Linked DNA regions of Mus musculus: region 1 is linked to region 2. A link is a contact called in public HiChIP or PLAC-seq data. All regions are on one chromosome and are shown on one strand. The core of a region is the stretch at or near the end of the contact, and the rest is flanking DNA. Distances in the headings are between cores, read along the strand shown.

Region 1 (4,135 bases), core at 13-2,512, 190 kb before region 2:
GCTGTGCAGCAAACGGTTGCTCTTTCTGCAGCTATGAGATGGACCCTGCAACAAAAGCCACCTTTTTGGTGACATGGATCTTTTTGGTGACATGGATCCACTTCTGAGTTGGGAGGATTCCCTCGGGGCAGCTGAGTCAGGACACCATAATTCCCTGTTGCCTCAGAGTCCCCTCGAGGCCCTAGGAAAAGCAGGAAGGCAGCTCACCCAAACTCAGGTCACCAGGACATTAAGCCACTTTCTCAGAGGCATGTGACAGGGAGGAGGTGTGACAGAGTAGGAAACCAGGCAGGCTAGCCACACTAGGTAGGATAGCCCCAAGTCTCTAAGAGGTCAAGAGAATGTCTGAATGCACACATGCACATGCTGCCCAGAGCTCCACGCTGCCCGGAGCCCCCGCGCTGCCAACAAGCTCTATCTGAGGATGAGCACAGCACTGGGAGGCTTTCTCCGGTGTGAGGGGCCTGGAGCAGAGGGCAAGGCCCAAAATCAGATTCACTGACCCCGGCCACTCATGGGGCTCTGACATGGAAGGGCAAAGAAATCACTGATGCCCGTGGTGTGGGCACGTGAGTTCTGCATCACCTGATGCCAGTGGTGTGGGCACGTGAGCTCCGAGTCAGCCTGGGCTGAACTTGAACTTCAGCACTGTTCTATATCAGTCCTGTGCCCGGACCTGATGACTTAACCTGTCCCTGACTATGCGCTGTCCTGTGTCAACAAATCTGTCCTCATGAGGTTATGAGAAAGGATGAGCGGAGGCAGACATGGGGTCAGAGGGAAGCTCAGCTCTAGCCAACCATTAGCCTCTTCATTTACATTCTCTTTGATTCCATTTCTCACAGCCGTTCTCAACCTGTCACTCAAGACCCCCTTGGGGGATCAAATGACCTTTTCACAGGGGTCTCCTAAGACCATAGGAAATATCACATACTTACATTATGAGTTATAACAATAGGAAAATTACATCTGTGAAGTAGCAATGGAAATAATTTTATGGTTGGGGGTTACCACAACACGAGAAACTGTATTAAAGAGTCTCAGCATTAGGGAGGTTGAGAACCACTGGGATAACGAGATAAAATTGTCTTTGGGGTGAGGGGAACTGACTGCAACTTTCCCTAGAGAAAATACCCATTCTCCAGAAGGCCCCACCCCTGCTTAGCCGGCCACGCCCATCTGGCACCACACCCACCTTCCCTGCTGGCCTGGTCCAGAACCTCCCTCTTGGCGACGATGCTGACAGCCACAGTGAAGGCAGACGTCACGTAGTAGCGTCCCAGCTCAGCAAGGATGTCCACACCGCAGCCCTCAGGGAAGTACAGGTCCAAGGCTGAGTTAATTACTGAGGCCATCTGGAGAGAAGAGCAGCGTGCGGGACCATGAGATTTCGGGAAGAATTCGGCAGTGGAAAGGTCCCACCTGGTAGCTGGGTGACAGCTAGCCAGGAAGGGGGAGGCTGGGCTGGGGCGGAGCTGGAGTGAGGACGTCATATAGCTCATTCGTCCAGATAATCCCACATAGAATGGGGTATTCTTTCCCATAATGCTCGGTGCTCAGATTCCAGGTTCCTGGGCATAAACAACTCGCATGTTACACAGTAGGTCAGATTCCAAGGGGAAAAAAAAGGCAAGTGTGCAAAGCTAGATCTGCCATCAGGGTGGGTGAACCTGGTCGCTGACTTTCATTCTTATGCAAACACTACTTTTAATTATAAATACAATTGAGTTGTGTGGGCTTGGAGTTTTTTAGCGTTGTTTTGTTTTGTCTTATTAGGTTAGTTATTGTAGCCCAGGCTGGCCTTGAACTCCTGACCTCCTACATCCACCTCCCAGGTGCTGGGATTATAAACGTGTAATGCCACCCCCAGCACATGTGTATTTTTATAGCCTGGTGCACTCAATGGATTCTGAATGTCCTACCCACATGAATGTTCTCATCATACCCAGCCAGTCTGAGCCCTGGGAAGTCTACTAGACTTCTGCTATGTCTAGCAAGGCCACAATTGTCAACTTCGAGGCTAATTCCTGGGACATCTGGGGCCTTCTCCTGGCCACTTGGTACAGTCCAGACTCCATAAGTAATGCACTACGAGGGAGATGCGCCCCCTAGGGGTCAGAATGGGAATCACGACAACACATTTATGTTGGATACAAGGGGAGCAAAACAAAGGTTGGTTTTCCTCACGTGCCCTTCCCACCAGGTTTCTTACCAGCCCATTGGAGGGTAAATTAGACACACATATTCAGACCACTGTAGAGTTCATGGAAGGTAAATTACCTTGGCTGGGCCTCTAACTAGCTAGCTAAGTGCATGGGAGTCAAGCAGAGCTGGGGTACAGCCAGCTCAGCTGCGGGCTTGGGAAATGACACAGACCATGAGCCCAGCTGAGCCACAGCACAGGATTAATAAATATCAATAAAATCCACCAAGCCCAAGGTGTTGACAGTCGGGCCAAAGGTATGCACAGTGGGATTGTTATACCCTACCACAGAATAACCATCAGGCCACGCTTGACCACACATTACCTCTTCAAATCTCACTTTGGCTCCCTCTAAGCCAGGAAAGCCGCCGCCAAGGTCCAGGATGTTCATCGTGTGGCCCAGCTCCTCGCCCATCTGAAACACCAGCCTAGCATCCGCGATGGACTGGGCATAGGCCTGAGGGTCAGGACAGCCACTGCCAATGTGAAAACTGGGAAAGGAGGAAGAGCCTTGGCTTACATACAAGGTCCAGGTAGCCCCACGTTACAGATGCAACCACTGAGGCCTGGGACCATAGGCTACAGAGGGCCACGTGGGAAGCTAGGAACAGAAAGGTGGCACTTCTCCCATCTCTCCATGCCTCTCTGGAGAGAAACCTTTTGGGGATAAGGGCTGGAGTCCCAAGGTATCATGTGGCCAGGGCAAGTCACTAGGCTTGCTTTGTTTATGTCTTGCCATCTACAGGCTGGGGACAAAAGTCCTTACTGTTCAAGGCATCAGGCACTGGGCATTGAACCTGAAGTACAGAATAAAGGAAACTAGAGATGTGGCCCCATCTCTGCACGGACAGAGACATCTCCAGAGCATGGCTATGGTCTCCGGCTTATAGGCATGCAGAACTACCTCAAAGCCACGTCCGTGGGAAAAACCTCCTGAGATGAGACCTTCTGGGGACTATGGAGCTCTGGAAAGAAATGCCAATAAACCTTCCTTCTAAAGAAAGGACACTCTCTGGTGGCAAAACTGCAGGCCCAGCGGAAGGCCCAGGATGTCCACAAATAATTCCTGGGAGAAAGGGTAGTGAGTCTGGCCTGGGCAGGGTGCCTGGTTCCCATTGCACACCTCACACCCACCACCTCCACGTGGCTCTTCTTGGCGTTCTCGAGCAGATGTCTGCAGGATTTCAGCGACGCCCCAAACCTCAGGCTCAGGTGATTCAGAGAGTGGGAGTCCTGGGTAGCAATGCACAGAACCATCCTGTGGAGAACGGAGGCAATCCTGCTGAGTGAGCACCCTATCCCCCGCCCACTGCCACGCCCAGCTGCTCTTTCTTTGGACTCCGCCCGCTGCCACGCCCAGCTGCTCCTCTTTGGACTCCAGGAACCACCTTAGCTGAGAGGCCACTGAGCGCACAGCCTTTCTAGATCACCCTGCACTACCAATCGACTTCTGAGGCACTTGCTGGGTCCCAACCTCATCAACCCAGGCGGCTCAGGTCTTCTCATTCAACTCCATACCAGGCAGGTTTCCTAAGTCTTCAGATATCACACAAGAGGGAACCACATGTCCAAAAAAAAAAAAATTCCTAAGGGGAACCCTCAAACATGAGGGGTGCTATGCTTTGGATGAAGCAGAATGGCTCCTGGACGCCCTACTATTCCCTCAGACCCCTGAGGGCTAGTAACAGTCACAGCCAGAGCAAGACATCCATTCCCAGTCTACTTGCCCTGGGCTCCTCCCCTATGACCAACGTTAAAGCATCCTTCACCCACTGCACGCGGTGTTCCAGCAGCATGACGCTGGCACGCATCCCTTGGACAGCCCATGCTGTTTACCAACACCCACATATTTGCTTGGCTGTTTACGCATCCCCAAATTCCACTCATTCCTCAAGGCCCACTTCAAATGTCATCTTTCCTGATCTTCAGGAA
Region 2 (3,617 bases), core at 1,016-3,515:
CAGTCTTCCTGCTTCTAACTAGCTCCTACTGGGTGCTAGACTCCACGCCAGGGCTTCCTCCAGAACCGAAACAATGTCCAAGCACCTCATGAATCCTAGGAAGGCTACACCCCACCGCCACAACGCTCCAAATTCTCCAAGTCTGCCATGACCCTTCTAACAGCGACGACCCGCAAGCTTTTCCTCCTAGCTCCCAGGCGGTGAACACTGGCTGCCCTTTCCCCCCTCCTAACGCCCTACATCCGCCTGGGGTTTTTCCCAGAACTGCCAGCAGGTGGCGCAGAGGTTCTCCTTTCCCCATCACTGGACTATAGGCCAGACCCCACCAGGACCCTCTCTCTCCTTTTTCCTCAGTCAGGATAAAATTGGATCCTATGACCTCTATCTGACCCCTCTCTTTCCTGCTGCTCGTGCGATAGCCAACCGAAGAGACTCCAGTTGCTCCTGCCAGCCCCCTGGTAGTCTGGGGAAGGCAAGGAGGTCCTTGGGGGTTAAGCTGCAGCTGGTAGGGTGGGGTGGGTAGGGCAGAGCGGGCAGCACCTAACAAAAGAGAAAGAGAAAAAGAAGAGGGAAGGTGCCCTGGCTGGGCTACCATCCCGGAAGGTCCAAGTCCTAACAAGGCCCCCCCAGGACAAGGTATGTGGCCAAGAAAACAGATGGTGCTGGGGTGGGAGGTCAGCCTGCCTAGCATGGAGTCCTGGGGGTACAGAAGGCTGGGTGTTGTGAATGGAAAGCTCAGCAGAACCCCCTGCCCCCCACACCTCATTCTTCCCAGGGGATCAGGTAGAAACTTGGGGAGAAAGACTCCTTGGGTAAGCATTAGTACAGGAGGGGTGTATGTGTGTGTGTGTGTGTGTGTGTGTGTGTTTGCCTTATGGGGGTGTGTGTGTGTGCACCAAGCTCTAGGTTCTCTATCTCTGTGATTCAGTTTCTTCTTCATCTAAAGTCTAGGGATAGGATGGAAGATCTTAGAGGCTTCTGTGAGATGCCTCTCTGGTCTAACCTCACTCCTTAACCTTGGCTCTCTGACTGCGACTCCAGCCCAAGAAAGTAAGAGGCTGAGGCTGGGGAGCCTTCTGCTGTCCTATAGGGATTCTCCTTAGGGCAGGACAGTAAATGTGGGGTGGAGGCTCCTCTCTGCCTCTAAGGCCATCAAAGGAGTAGCCAGAAGGGTGTGTGAGGACAGGCTGGCACCTGGCTGTTCCCAAGGTGATGGAAAAAAAGGGTTATCAACGTGTGCTAATTAGCTGGAGCTATCTGCCACATCTTCCAGCCCCTACCACTTTAGAGCCATTAGCTAAATCACTGCTCAGTCAGGTCAGAATGGATATAGTGGTCCCGAGAGCGTCCAGAAACCACAGCCCTCTGATCTTGGAGAAACACGGTTCCAGATTGTTCTTTTAATAATCTAGAATGTGCCAGTTTTAGAGAGAGAGAGAGATTCTAGATGCTGGAGTGTTGAAGTCACTCTGGGTGAGGAGTGTGTGAAGTTGAGCCCACCTTGGATTCAAATCCTGCCCGTGGTGGGTCCTTGGACAAAACAAGTTACCAAACTGCAGTATCCACCTACATGAGACGCCCCGCAGCAGAGTGGACCTGAAGGGGCTGCAGAGAGAACCAAGTCCCAAACCCAGCCAAGGCCTACAGAGTGTCTGCGCCTGACAGATATTCGCAGTGCTCTCGAGGGGATTAAAAATAGGCACAAGAAAAAGAAAGGACTGGTCTGAGGTCTCAGCTAGACCTCCAGGGAGTCAGAGGAGAGCCTCTTCGGCCCCAGTACACACATTCCCCAGAGTACCGAGTCTGTACCCCCCTTACACTCTACAGCTCGTGTGTGTGTGTGTGTGTGTGTGTGTGTGCCTGGGGTGTGGGCTGGAGTGAGAGATGGGGTACAGATGGGCATCTCCCAAGCACTTGCCCTCCCTCTTCCCTAAGGAAGAGCGGGACCGGGGCCAGGTCAGGGTTAAGGCTGGGACTGACCGCGGCACGGTGCTACGGGTCCTGCATCGGTCAGAGAGCGTGAGCCGCGGGGTCCCCAAAGCCCCTGGCTTCCCGGGAGCCCACAGAGTGAAGAGCGGGGACAGGAGTGGGGGCGCCCTCGGTCCTCACCCCGCCCCCGCCCTCTCCCCGCAGCGGGGGCGCCCCGCCCCCCAGGCGCCCGACGTGGACGCGGCCGCTGCCGCCGCCGCCGCCACCACCGCCGCCGCCACCACCGCCGCCGCCGCGCGGGAGTCGCTGTCCGCGGAGCCGATATGCAGGCGGCGCGGGGCGGCGCGGGGCGGCCGGGCCGGGAGGGCCGCGGGCTGGAGCGTGAGTGCGAGCGGTCACCGGGCCCAGGAGTCGCCATGCCCCCAGGGCCGTGCGCCTGGCCGCCCCGCGCCGCGCTCCGCCTGTGGCTAGGCTGCGTCTGCTTCGCGCTGGTGCAGGCGGGTAAGGGGGCCTGGGGAGGGGGACGAGGGAGGGAACAGCTTCCCCTCCCACGCCGCCACCGGGAAGTCCTCGGTTCCCTTCCTGCTCCCTGAGGACCTCCTGTGTCACCTGGTCCCTACTCTCCTAACCTGACCCTAGCGCCTCCGAACCTTCTTGACCCCTAAACCCGTCCTTCAGCTTCCAAACCTCTGCCAGTCACCTCAGCCCTGAGTTTTTAAAGCTCTTGCGGCTCCTGGTCCCTTCAGGTCATCCCCTAACCCTGAGTCTTTGCCTCAGCCACCTTTTCTGGCCCTGAGAGCAGCTGAGGACACTAGTGCCCCACCTTGGGCCTCCCTCTGTATCCCCAAAGATCTCTCAGGGACCCATAGGCAGCTAGCTGCGCAGGAACGACTATGAAGAGAACTGTAACCTGAGGTTGAAGGGTGTTTGCGGGGACCGTGGGCGGGGGCGGGGGGCGCAAACCCTGCTGCAGTTAGTGTCTGGCCCACCCCATGGGGCTCTGCCTCCCTAGATCACCCCAATCCTGTCCCTCCTGGCAGCTGTTGCTGCCTCCCTCTCTTTCTCGCCCTGCTTCTGTCTCCTTGCCTGTCTCCAATGTTCCACTTGTCTGCTCTCTGGTTCTGTGACCTCAGCCACCTGTCTGTGTCCTTCTGTCCCTTTCCATCTGAATGTCTGGCATAATCCTGAAGCCTTGAGTCCACTTGTCTGAGGGGTATGGGGCTACTGCTCAGGGCCAGGGCTTCTAATCACAGCCCCTGCCCTCTTGCATGATATAACCCCGTGTGACTCTACTCCCCTCTCCTGGAAGGTCCTTTCTGCCCTGCTCCTCTACTGCTCTCCCACTTATCTCTGACGTTTTCCCCATTCACCATCTTCCTTCACCCAGAAGGCCTTGCGCTATCTTGGTGTCTCTCCACCAAGGGACCCTGTTCTGAATGTCCCCTCTTCTCTAACTTCCTCTATTCCTCGCACGTGAGGACCCACAGAGTATGGAGAGGCTCACATAGACCCTTCCCCTTAGGCGCCCTCTGCCCAGCTTACCATGTGAGGTTGCCCCTCAGCTCCATGCCAGGGCTCAGCCCCTCCTGGCTCTTCATCTCAGGGTCTGTCTCCTTCCCTCAAGGTCACTCACTTGACAACATGAGGCTATAGAAAGTGCAATGGACTAGGAGTCCTTGTGGCTGCTT

Evidence for each region. HiChIP or PLAC-seq counts read pairs in DNA pulled down with a chosen protein or histone mark.
Region 1: an H3K27ac HiChIP or PLAC-seq map of differentiating embryonic stem cells shows a contact between it and region 2, with 3 times the contacts expected there. The contact joins the enhancer-like site here to the promoter of Fndc5 in region 2. A contact is called at or near these places in 14 of 39 promoter capture datasets (the 3T3-L1 cell line, the C10 cell line, the HPC-7 cell line and 9 more), 4 of 15 datasets of contacts at CTCF or cohesin (CD8 T cells, embryonic stem cells, large pre-B cells and 1 more), 21 of 484 Hi-C or Micro-C datasets (B cells, the C10 cell line, the C2C12 cell line and 13 more), 22 of 115 datasets of contacts at active chromatin or transcription factors (the 230-238 cell line, the HPC-7 cell line, the SCID.adh cell line and 14 more) and 4 of 9 other capture datasets (adipose tissue, liver, macrophages and 1 more).

What each region holds. Positions count from the first base shown.
Region 1 is chr4:128,946,264-128,950,398 of GRCm38.p6, forward strand. Azin2 (antizyme inhibitor 2) reads right to left here. Exons shown (of 11, transcript NM_172875.4): 6 at 3,327-3,461; 7 at 2,529-2,694; 8 at 1,196-1,355. Among named protein-coding and RNA genes, the nearest start is that of Gm15904, 12 kb to the left of the region's middle. Within about 2 kb of position 1,263, at least 26 of the 459 cell types and tissues checked have an H3K27ac peak or open chromatin away from gene starts, as enhancers often do. A contact at or near this core is called in the N1E-115 cell line, differentiating embryonic stem cells, embryonic stem cells and 1 more, where this site is marked.
Region 2 is chr4:129,134,734-129,138,350 of GRCm38.p6, forward strand. Fndc5 (fibronectin type III domain containing 5) reads left to right here and starts at 2,266. Exons shown (of 6, transcript NM_027402.4): 1 at 2,266-2,430. The coding sequence starts at 2,346.